Regions from separate parts of the Mus musculus genome. Here region 2 is linked to region 1. A link is a contact called in public Hi-C data. All regions are on one chromosome and are shown on one strand. Each heading gives the region's core, a stretch centred on a gene start, on an enhancer-like site or on the middle of the called end of the contact. The rest is flanking DNA. Distances are from core to core; before and after follow the strand shown.

What was found. Hi-C and Micro-C count contacts between places; a contact is called where the count stands out from the background.
Region 2: a Hi-C map of the G1E-ER4 cell line shows a contact between it and region 1, with 2.9 times the contacts expected there. The contact joins two enhancer-like sites. A contact is called at or near these places in 1 of 15 datasets of contacts at CTCF or cohesin (large pre-B cells), 16 of 484 Hi-C or Micro-C datasets (the AML12 cell line, B cells, CD4 T cells and 9 more), 7 of 115 datasets of contacts at active chromatin or transcription factors (bone marrow-derived macrophages, embryonic stem cells, forebrain and 1 more) and 1 of 9 other capture datasets (adipose tissue).

Annotation. Positions count from the first base shown.
Region 1 is chr1:35,846,793-35,852,741 of GRCm38.p6, reverse strand. No RefSeq gene overlaps it. Among named protein-coding and RNA genes, the nearest start is that of 1110002O04Rik, 20 kb to the left of the region's middle. Within about 2 kb of position 2,676, at least 39 of the 459 cell types and tissues checked have an H3K27ac peak or open chromatin away from gene starts, as enhancers often do. A contact at or near this core is called in the G1E-ER4 cell line, where this site is marked.
Region 2 is chr1:36,036,764-36,042,712 of GRCm38.p6, reverse strand. No RefSeq gene overlaps it. Among named protein-coding and RNA genes, the nearest start is that of Gm39623, 23 kb to the right of the region's middle. Within about 2 kb of position 3,227, at least 6 of the 459 cell types and tissues checked have an H3K27ac peak or open chromatin away from gene starts, as enhancers often do. A contact at or near this core is called in the G1E-ER4 cell line, where this site is marked.

The DNA of each region.
Region 1 (5,949 bases), core at 1,427-3,926:
ATCAGTGGCTGAGGGACACAGCCCACTCAGGTCCTGTGCTGTGTCCAGCATTAACCAGACTCTCTCTGTAAAGAGAGTGGCAGTTTGGAGCTAAGACCTATTGACCTCACCAGACCTGTGTGTCTGGCTTCTACTTGCAATGGAGACCTTGTCTGAGCAAGCATATGGAGTGATCTACACAGGGCGAGAGAGCCTTCACGGTCAGACTTGTCATCCCAATGTCCTTAGCATCCTGATCTAGCTTTTGGCCTAGGATCTTTCTTCCTTCCTTCCTTCCTTCCTTCCTTCCTTCCTTCCTTCCTTCCTTCCTTCCTTCCTTCCTTCCTTCCTTCCTTCCTTCCTGGGATGTCAGGACCTTTCAGAACACAGCTATCTCATCACTGTTTCCTAGGTCCTAGTGATACTGTATGTGACTGTTTCCAGAACTAATGAAATGGTCTCATTTCTTGGTATACAACAGACCCAGGAAATCCCCAAGTTCACCCAGGTCAGATTTTTGTTTTGTTTTGTTTTGTTTATCTTCCTTTCATTTTTAGTGTTCTTTCTTGGAGGGGTGGTGGTGGTGTCCCTGAAACTCTCATCATTTGCATATCCACACTTCTTAGGTCAGGGTCCAAGAACAGACCCAGAGAGGTAGGTCTGAGAGTGCTGATTGCAGGAGAAGTGAATCAGGATTGTGTGGACAGGGTGAGAGTGGGGTTCAGGCAGAGACTGCGGAGGGGCCTCAGCTGGTCCAGTCAAGAATTCAACACATAGCTTCAGAGTTCCCAACTAATGCCTTGCAAGCTTTTCATATTCCTGTAGTCCATGTTCAACCACAAGCACCACGCAGGAGGTCTGGAACCCCGCTATATCTGGCCCCTGTATAGATAAATACAATGAAGCTGGGCATGATGGAATGTGATTGTAGTTCCAGTGCTGGGTAGGCGGAGACAGGTGGATCCCTGAGGTTAGCTGGCAGCCAGTTTAGCATGCCAGGTAAGTTCTAGTGCAGTAAGAGATTCTGTCTTCAAAATCAAGGTGGATGGTGGAAGGAGGATACCCAGGGTTATACTGTGACCACCACATATATGTGTACACATTTGTGTGACCTGCACATATACAGAAGGAAGGAAGGAAAGAAGGAAAGAAGAAGGAGGGAGAGAGATGGTAAAGTACTAGGGTTAATATGCTACTGGGCTGGGGAAGGGAAGAAAGGAGCCTGAGGCCAGGGCATTAGGGAGGACATCCTTAATTCCAGCAAACGCGAGTAAAGACCATTACCCAAATTCTTTTAGTTGAATTAAGCAAGCTTTATTTTCTTTCAGACAGAGCTGTCTCCCTAAAAGCAGGGATTTGAGGAAATAGCAGTGAACATAGAGACCATGGGGTTTATATAACCCCCAAACTACCAGGGCTTTTCAAGGGTTGTGTGTGTGTGTGTGGGGGGGGGTCCAGAGGAATTTTGGTTATGTAGGAACTTGGCTGAACGCTTCAAAATACTTGGCAGAACATATTATCTTATTGGGGTGGAGGTCAGGGTATAGGGTGTGGAACGTGTCAAATTCCAGAAAATAGGTCAACCCCAAATTTTACGAAAACAGGAATGACCTTACTTTGACCCTCTAGTTTTAAGATGGAGTCAGGCTGGTCCATAAATGGGCAGGGCCACTAAGTGCTGTCACTGTACAGATAGGACCCCGGTTTAAACCGGTTTTCTGTACCCAGACTTGTTAACTCTTCTTTTTCCCTGTTCCTTTCTTTGGGGTGTCTAGATGTGTTAGGTCACGATTTCTATTGTTTTACAACCTTAGATCCGGGGACTGTGAGTGAGTAGGTGGGTGTGTTGCCATCTCTCCATCACCGTGGCAAAGAAAAGCTTCAGTCAGTTTCCCTCTGAATTTTGCAGGCTCTACTCTCTAATCATTGAGTCAGCACAGCACAGTGGAGAGTGTGGAGCCGAACAAAGCTGCTCTCCTTGTGACTAGCATTCAAAAGAGACAGGAAGGGCAGGGGAGGTGGCTCAATGGGCTTGCCTTGCAAGCGTGGCTGATCTGTGCTTTGAGTTCAATTCCCAGGACCCTCTTTAAAAACAAAAAAAAACAAACAACAACAAAAACATCAGGCACGGTGGGACACATCTGTAATCCCTGTGCTGGGGAAAAGAAGACAGGCGAATCCCTGGGGTTCACTGGCCAGCTGACCCAGGTGAACGGGGCAAGTTCCAGGTCTCAGTAAGACATCCCCAGAACTAAGGTGGTTCAGGGGAATGAGGCCTAAGGTTGTTCTCTGTTTTCCACAGCACCCCTAAAAAAAAAGACACAGGAAGGGGGAGGGCTAGAATTCCACAGGAAGAGGAGGGGCTAGGGTATCACAGGAAGAGGAGGAGCTAGCCTTTAAAGGACGTATCGTGACCGACCATGGATGAGGGGGCTCAGAATGAGTTAAAAATCTCTGCTGCACTTGCAGCTACGTCTCATGTGTGGCACTTTGCTTCTGTAAACTTGCTTACTTCCTGTATCAGCTAGCAGTCCCCTCACCCGCTACCCTGCGCGCCCTTAGACGAACAGTTGCAAAGTAATTGTTCCAGCCATGTCAGTTTTCCTTCAGTAAATATGCTCAATCGTGATCCTTAATCACATACGCTAAGCCCACCAATGACAGAAAAAGGAAAAAAAAAAGTGATGCCGTACAGTCTATAAATATAGTGAAAAACTGTTGGATCAGGGCCCAACTCCTCAGAGCTTTAGCTCAGACGGTCTGCCAGCTGAACCTGCTGGCATAATTTAAAAATGAGCTCTCCAGCTCTCTGGGTTCGATTTGTTTTCCTGAAGGTCTGATTTCTGCAATACACAACACACACAACTCCCCCTTTTGCTTTCACTTTTAAAATCCCCACTAGTGCCATTGTGGTGATCAAGCCAAGATCAAGCCTTTAGGGGATAGATAAGATCCAAACTCTAGTACTGTACACAGTTAGTCAAGAGGGTAGTTTTAAAAATAGCTCAGGGCTTCACTGTGCCATGTCTGGTCTCAGAATCTCAGATTCAATATCCCGAGACAGCTTGGCTTCTTCTAGAATGGAATAATAAGCACGTCCCCCTTCAAGATGCAGAATGGAAGGGGAACGTTGACCTTTCGGTCCAGACATCTCCAGTGTATGATGGTTTGACTGTATGGCAGATCACAAGTGATACGTGGTCGGAAGAAAATGTTATTTGAATGCTGACTTTTGATGTTTTCCCAGCTACAGTAGGGATATAGTTCACTTTTGAGATGCTTGGTAGTGTATTGGCTCCATGGTGGCTATTCTGCTAGGAGAGGGTAACAGAGGTATACTAGAACCTGTTTCTGCCTAGATGTTTAGCTTGCTGTGGACTTGGGAGACATCATCCATCGCTACTTAAAGAACACCCAAAGGAGGCAGGCACCTTGTGATACTCAATCTTGATTGCCAACTTGGTGGTAATTAGGATCACCATGGAAACAGACCTCTGGGCACGTCTATAAGGGACCCTGTAGATTGGGTTGAGTTGGGAAGACTTGCCTTCAAGGTGAGTGGTGCCATGCCATAAGCTAGAGTCCCGGACTGAATAAAAAATAGGAAGTGAGTGACACGCCAGCATCCCTCTGCTTGCCTGCTGGCTCTGTGTCCAGTGTGACGGGCTGCCTCTAGCCCTGCTACCCTGCTCTCCCAGGCACGCTGCACTGTGCGTTTAAACCGTGACCAGATGAATTTGTCCTTTTTTAAATCTTTTCATTTTTGTCAAGGATTTTGAAATAGCAATTTGAAAAGCGACCAATACGTGCATGCATGAATGACATTTCCTGGTTCCAACTACGTGCATGCATGAATGACATTTCCTGGTTCCCACCACACTCTGGCCTTGTTACTGCTGCCCTGCTTACAGTGAAGGACCTCAGATATAAGTAGAATAGTAACCACTTTTGCCTTTGTAGAGTCAGAAACTGGGAAAATAGGGTTTCACTTGACACCTGAAGTGCTGACTCATCTTGGGGCTTTGGGTCTAAATATGGGTGTTTTGGGTTAGGTTTTAGTAAAATTTTAAGCCTGTATATGATCTTAAACACTTCACTCAGTTATTCTCTGTATATCCTAGAGTTGATTATCTATTATCAGGCAACGAAGTACCAAGGAAAAGACATTTTTAGAAAGATTATGGTGGTTGCTGGAGCCTGCACAGTTTGTTAAGAGAAGACATGCCTCAGTGATGGTTTCACTGTGCGGATACCAGGATGTAAGATTGGGATACTCTTACATCAAATGCACTGTGAGCACTGTAAAATATTTGACACTTCTAATTATGCTGTTATGAGCAAAATGACGATGTGGGGCGACCTAGGGTGATTGCAGCGAGATAGGCACAGAGTGAGATTTTGTGGCCCAGCTTGAAGGAGGAACCTCATTAGATTCAGGCACATTTGGTGTTTAACACCGTGGCTGCAGGGCTCTGTGGTCGAGACAGTGTACGTTACCCAAAAGCAAAGTCATGGCAGCTACAGGAGGACAGGGCAAAGGCAGCTGGGGCTCCAAGAGGGAGATCGTCTCATCCCACAGAACGAGAGCCTAGAATGGTGGCCGAGCCAGGCCCTGGGCCCTGAAAACAGAGCTGCGGGCTGATGTGGAAGGTGACCATGGTTTGTCATGGAGTTGGACACGGCAGGATGATGTGACCTATGAGCTTCCCCAGAGGTTCATGGTATAGTTTTATAAAATGTGTATGTGTGCACATGTGTGTGCATGTACATGCGTCTATACATGTGTGCACACTTGTGTACATGTGTATGTGTATCTGTGTGTGCATGCATGTCCATGTGCACATATGTGTATACATGTGTGTGTGTGTGTGTGTGTGTGTGTGTGTGTGTGTGTGTGCATATGGTATGTGGGTGTGAGTATGTGTGTACTGGTGTGGTTCCTCAGGTATCATCCACCTTGTTTTTTTTTTTAAGGCAGGGTCAGTCACCTTTTACTTGGATCTGGTTGATTCAGGTTGGCTGGCCAGTCAGTGAGTCTCAGGGAGCTACCCTCCTTCTCTACCTCTCCAGTGCTGGGGTTACAAATACACACCACCATGCCTGCCTTTAACGGTGATTCTAGTGGGTTCACTCAAGTCCTCATGCTTGCAAGGGAAGCATTTTGCGGAATGACACATCTCAGCACTAGTGACATATTTAAATCTGTTCTGCTGCTTAGAATGCAGACAGACTTCTTAGGGTCCCCAGGGAATTCAAGGCAGAAAGCACAAGTTGGATCTCTGTTCCTTCATGCTGGTCCTCACTCTATTCTCCTTCCAAGCAGCTATGTTCCTGATGCTTGCCCACCACCTAACTCACCCGTTCATCTAACTGCATCCATTCTTTTATGCATCCATCTCTTGATAACTCAACTATTCATTCATACACTTATCAATTTACCATTCATTTGTTTGCTTGACTGTCAACACACATAGTTTCAGCCATCTTTGTATCTGTGCATGCATACATCATGTATCCATCCATTGATCCATGCACTCACCATATACAGATGCATGCATCCATCCCATGCATCTATCCATTTACTTATCCATCCATTACACATCCACCTACTTTCCACCTGTATATCCAACCATCCCCCAGCACCCCAGCCTCCCAGAATCCAAGGTACTATATATAATTGGTGCAGAGAAACAAATAGGTGATTCAGACAAAGCTCCTGCTTTCAAAGAGCTTACAACCTATTTTCAGGTGCCTAAGGCAAAAGAGTTCCAGAGGGACTCACAAGAGGAAGAAGTTTCTGCAGTCCTAGGAAGGGTAGAAAAAGGAAGCCACTGGGGATTTCAGCATGAAACTCCATGGTAAGCACTTCTGAGCAGGCTAGATCAGTGGAAGGTGAGGAGAGGCTGACTTCTTGGTTGGCTGCTCCAACAGAACCCTTGGGGACATGTGGCCTTGGGGCTGGAAAGGGAG
Region 2 (5,949 bases), core at 1,978-4,477, 190 kb before region 1:
CTAGGGATCCTTTGTCTCCACCTCTTCCACTGCTGGGATTACAGGTATACTTAGGAAGATGTATACATTCCTGGGGTTGATCCTCTCATTTGTAAAACAATGACTTTACTGACTGAGTCCATCCCCAGCCATGGGTCTCCTCTTACAAGGTAATCTCACCATATCAAGTTGTCTGGAGGCCAAAGCCTTACTTGGTGGGTTCTTGTAACTCTTGCTCTCCATAGCACATTCTCTCCCTGTTCTGCAGTTTTGGTGAGTGAGTTCATGTGTGTTCAGTCAAACTCCTGTGGGACTTCTTTGTGACCCTGATTGGAAGACATTTCACTGCCTGATATTCACCAAGTGACACTGGGCCAACGATAGTTTTTCTGTGTGGTACCTTACCTGGGTGATGAAGAACAATACACAGAAACTGCAAGCGTTAAGCCTTAAGTGATGTGCAAGTTCTCTATTGTTTCCTCCAGAATTCAAGCTCTAGCAGTGGCATCTTTGCTCATTGTTTCTGTGCCATCAGCTCCACTGTCAAGTGCAGATAGGTATTCCTGAGGCACTGCCTTCTGTGTGGGGTCTTTCAACTCGAGGTTTTTTGTTTGTTTGGTTTTTTTTTTGTTTTTTGGTTTTTTGGTTTTTTTTTATCAAGAGTTGGTATTTTCATTATTTAACAGCCACAGATATACGTGACAATTCTTTTGTAAAAAGAGAATTACATAGGGGCTAGAGGGATGGTTCAGTAGTCAAGAGCATTTGCACCACATAACTCCAGTGGCCAAGGACTTAATGCCTTCTTGCCTTGGGGGTTAGAGGGGGAGGGGCTAGCACTCACATGCACATGGCCACCCCACTCTATATAATTAAGAAATAGAGGAAAACTTTTTTTAAAAAATGGGTGAGAAAATTCTTTTGACATAATTTTATTTTTATTTATACTTTATTTTATTTAAAAAAAATCATCATATGTATTTACCCCTGAATGTGTGTGCACATGTACCATGGTGCCTGTGAGGAGGTCAGAGGACAACTGTGGGAGTCGGTTATCTCCTACCTTGTGGATTCTGGGGCTTGAACTTAGGTTATCAGCCTTGGTGGCAAGTATCTTTACCCTCCAAGCTGTTACACTGGTCTACACTTTAACTTAAAAAGAAATTACTAGAAATTTCTGTGGGGTAAAATAAAAATACACAAAGAAAAGATACAAGGATGATGAAGACAGACAAGAGTTGTGGGGTTTCCTTTAGGGGGTACAGGTGACTTTCCCCTCATGCTTCTGTCTTCTTCTAGGTTTTTGACATCCGAGGGAGGGGAGGCAGGGCCTTTCACATGCTCAGTAAGCTCTTGAACATTGAATTATACTTTTATCCTTCAGAAACTTTAAACAGAGACTCAAAGGTCCATAGCTTCTGCCCATAGTGACTCCCTGCCCAAGAAGCCTTTCTATATGAATCTTTGGGTGAACACGAGCCCAAACCACAGGAACTGCCACGTGATATGTATATGATAACATATATATATATTGCATATATGTATTATATACATATGCATAATAAAATATGTGGTATTCATTTAATCCTTGTGGTATCTCAGTTTCATAGATGGTAAAGTTGGGTGAATGCATTATAATAAGACAATTGTCTAAAACACATAACACTTTCCAATGTTGTTTATTTTCTTCCTTTCTTTTTTTAAGAATTATTTATTATATGTAAGTACACTGTAGCTGTTTTCAGATACTCCAGAAAAGGGCATCAGATCTCATTGTGGATGGTTGTGAGCTGAAAGAACCTAGTGGGGAAACCCCCACTCAACTCCCGATTCAGCATGCACCCAAGAATCACGAACAGACCGTCTTGATGTAAATACACGAGGTAGTTTAATGGCGGAGCTCAAGAGACAGTGGATTCGACCACGAGGCTTGAAAGCTAGGGGTTTTTATAGAAAAGGTTCTGGGGCAGGGGGAGGAATTGGCACGGTTTCACATGATTGGTTCATTTAAACATCAGCAGGGAGGAATTGGCGAGGTTTCACATGATTGGTCCATTCAGCAGACTGTACATGCAGATATCATTTAACTTAGGTCAGAAGGGCGGGAGATAGGGAGGCACCGGGCCAGTCCGGACATGTCATTCTCTTTATCTTTATGGCCAAGCAGCCTCAGGAATGTCTTAATGATGGGCCTGCCTGGGCATGTCCTGGCCTGTTCTGCTATGTTCTCAGCCCCAGGTTTCAAAGCTCACAAACAACTCTTTGGGCTATTTGACATAAATTACATGAATCACAGGTCTCAAGTTTTATTTTCTTTCAGAGCCATCATGTGGTTGCTGGGATTTGAACTCAAGACCTTTGGAAAAGCTGTGCTCTTAACCACTAAGCCATCTCTCCAGCCCCATCCAATGTTGTTTCAATTAGAAAAGGCTCCAGTTTATTGCTAGAACAAAATCACCCCAAATCCTCACAATTAAACCGTACACATTTTCCCTTCTGTGTATTCCAACTGGAGTTCTTCTTCTACCCAGATGCCCATGCCCTGCCTCTGTAGCTGCCCAGTACATTAGCTACTCTTCTTGAGTTGCTGTAACACCCGACAAGAGCAACTTAAGGAACAAAGGACTCTTTTTGGCTCACAGCTCAGTGGTGCAGTCGGTCAGGGTAGGGAAAGCATGAACAGCCGGAGCCTGAGGCAGCTGGTCCCTGCCTGGGAAGCAGTGGAAGCTGAGTGTGGCACTCAGCTCACTTCTTTTTGCTCAGACTGGGAGCACAGCCTGTGGAATGCTGTTGCAAACGGTTAGGGTGGATCTCCCCAAATCAACTAACCTAGCTTAGAAACTCTGTCAAAGATGTGCCCAAGGGTTCATCTCCTAACTAGATCCCCGCCAAGTTGACAATCTCACACTCAGCAAGACCGTGGACCTGCTGAGATCTGGCTCTTGCATCTTCTTTACAGAGGAGATACAGCTTCCTTCTGCCTCTTGTGCAGGAAGCCTCACAATGATGGCATCTGAACGATAAGGTCAGAGACTCAGCCCCTCCTCACTGCCCCCTGTTACCTCAAACCTGGCATGCCTGGCAAGAAGCCAGTGCAAAGGACTTTTACAGTCATTGAATTTGACCCTCACAAAATCTGATTCTTTTTATTCCATTTGTGTTAGAATGGTAAGGGACTTCCTAAAGGGATCTAGACTGATGTGGGGGAGAGGGGGGAGTTGTGGTGGTGACAGAGCCAGTATCCTGCTTGTTTCTAAGGCTTGTAGGACTTTAACACTCCACTGTCTGGGGTATCAACTAAAAGACTCCATGTCTCACCCCTGGGCCTGGAACCACACCATCTCGAGTGTGGGATCTACCCACTCTAACATCTTGGGGTTTTTATGAGGACACAATTAGACAAGAAGAACAGGTAGAGTTCTTGCTAGTTCCTGGCTGTGTGGTCACACATGGCGTATAGCCTCTTTGCTCATCGATATAGCATATATGTTGGTGAAAATTCTTTTTTTTTTTTTTAATTAAATAATGGAGTCCTTAACAGTGAGCAGGCTTCTCTAGGGGCAGTTGCACAGATTGATATCATTTAAGTGGGGGAAGGGCTTTAGAAAGCTAAAAGCACTTTTTAAAATGCAAATTTTAAAATGTAAATTTCTAAGAAGCACTTATCATATCTTAGCATGTTGGGCACTTAGAAGGCTTCCTGTCTACTTGGTGACGTTTGCTGCTCTTCGAACAGAGCCAGGCTTGGCTGCTATTGTTGCCGGGCGGGCACATGACTGGAGTTGAGTAACCTCTCAGCTGTGAGTGAGGAAGCATGCCCTCCATTTGACCTGGAGGGCTCACCGGCATCCCGTATTGAACTTCCAGGGACAACCACCACTCGCAATACCCCTCTTCATCCTAATTTCTGGGGGCTGTGTGATTGTGTGAATGTTAGTGGCAGAGCGTCACTTTGCTCTCACTGAGGTCACTGGAGGAGAGGGCGCCTGTGGCCACTGTCTTGTGGCCGCTTTGTGTTCAGATGAGCACAGGGATCAAAAGGCCAACTCATCACCCAGGTCTTGCATGCGCCAAGCCGCACAAGTGTGCCCTCACGGAAGCTCTCTCGGATTTTCTATTTCTGTGGAAGATGATGGAGAGATTCTTCAGAGAACTCAATGGCTCTTTGTGGATGGGACCGTGGGGAATGGCTGCATTGCTCGAATTTGTTTCTTGTTAGGGACACGCCTAAGATTATAAATGAAGGTGGAAAACTGACCAGGATAGGGATTCCTGTGTGAGGATGAGGTAGAAATGGGAGACCGTTTTGAAGAGAGTAGGCACCCTTAAAGGCTGGGATCGAACTGCAGAAGGAAGTTTCAGAACCCAGAAAAACCCCTATAACGCAGTCCACAGATAGCCAGGCCCCAGAGGAATGGAAGCCCCAATGATGTCTATGGCTGTGTGACAGCATTCCTGCCTGGAGAAGTGGCGAGGGTTAACAGCTCTGCCACAGAACAAGAAACCAGAGATGGGCACGGCCACGGGTTAGAATTCCCATGCCAATAGCTGTGTCTTGGCGTTCAGGCCCAGGAGGTGGTCCTATTACAGAGTCCCAGAGGAATTAGGGCAGCTTGAAGTGAAGTCAATAACTTGCAGTCACACATGTTGTCCCTCACAGTGTGGGGGCCACGCAAAAGACTGCTCTGTGAGGCAACATTTTCCATAGGGCAGGGTGTGCACCCGGGACCCCTGCAGTGCCTCCTGGCTCGAGACGCCCCTCCCCCCACGCACGGACGCACACACAGTTTCTTCTGTGTGAATTGTATATGTATGATATGTGTATTAGTCAGGGTTCTCTAGAGTCACAGAACTTATGGATAATTTCTAAATAGTAAAGGAATTTATTGATGACTTACAGTCGGCAGCCCAATTCCCAACAATGGTTCAGTCGCAGCTGTGAATGGAAGTCCAAGGATCTAGCAGTTACTCAGTCTCACACAGCAAGCAGGCGAAGGAGCAAGAGCAAGAGCTAGACTCCCTTTTTCCAATGTCCTTATATTGTCTCCAGCAGAAGGTGTAGCTCAGATTAAAGGTGTGTTCCACCACACCTTTAATCCCAGATGAAAGGTGTAGCCCAGATTAAAGGTGTGTTCCTTAAACTCAGAGATTCAATCTTCTGGAATCCATAGCCACTATGGCTCAAGATCTTCAAACCAAGATCCAGATAAGGATCTCCAAGCCTCCAGATAAGGGTCACTGGTGAGCCTTCCAATTCCAGATTGTAGTTCATTCCAAATATTGTCAAGTTGACAACCAGGAATAGCCACTACAATCCACCCCTTGTCAACTTGACACAAATAATATCTCATGTTCACATGAAACAATAACAAGGTTGTAAATACGCCTAACATGATATAACTATTCCTCGTACAATCGCAAACGCATTTGTAAATTTACAATGGGCATTCATATTACTTTATAATCCTCGTTTCTGCAACTGGTTACGTGGCCTTAATTGGTATTTATAACTACCTTCCTCTACTACCCATTCTGTATTTCCTTCACCTTCAGCCAGCACCTCAGCAGGTCTTGGCTCTTTTCCTGGAGGATTGACCCATACCTTCATTCCTGATGGGTCTGCGTCCTTTGTCATCCTGCTTGGATTAGGCTGTTGTAGTTTCCCATTGACTTTAATCACAGGACATGGTAGTACTAAGAGACGCCCTAAGGGATCTCCTACACTCCAGACATAATCTTGCTTACCACCATTGTGAAGAGGTAATCCAATTTCCCCATGGTAATCTGGATCTATCACCCCTCCTAACACTGTTATTCCTTTTTTAACCTGTTGGTTTAAGGGCATTAGAAGCCCAAAATGACCAGGGGGAAGTCTGAGCTTCCAGTTCAATGGAATATTTGTTGTATCTCCTGGTAGAAGCACTCCCCTCTCTGGAGCCAAAACTTCTAGGCCAGCAGAACCTAGAGTTA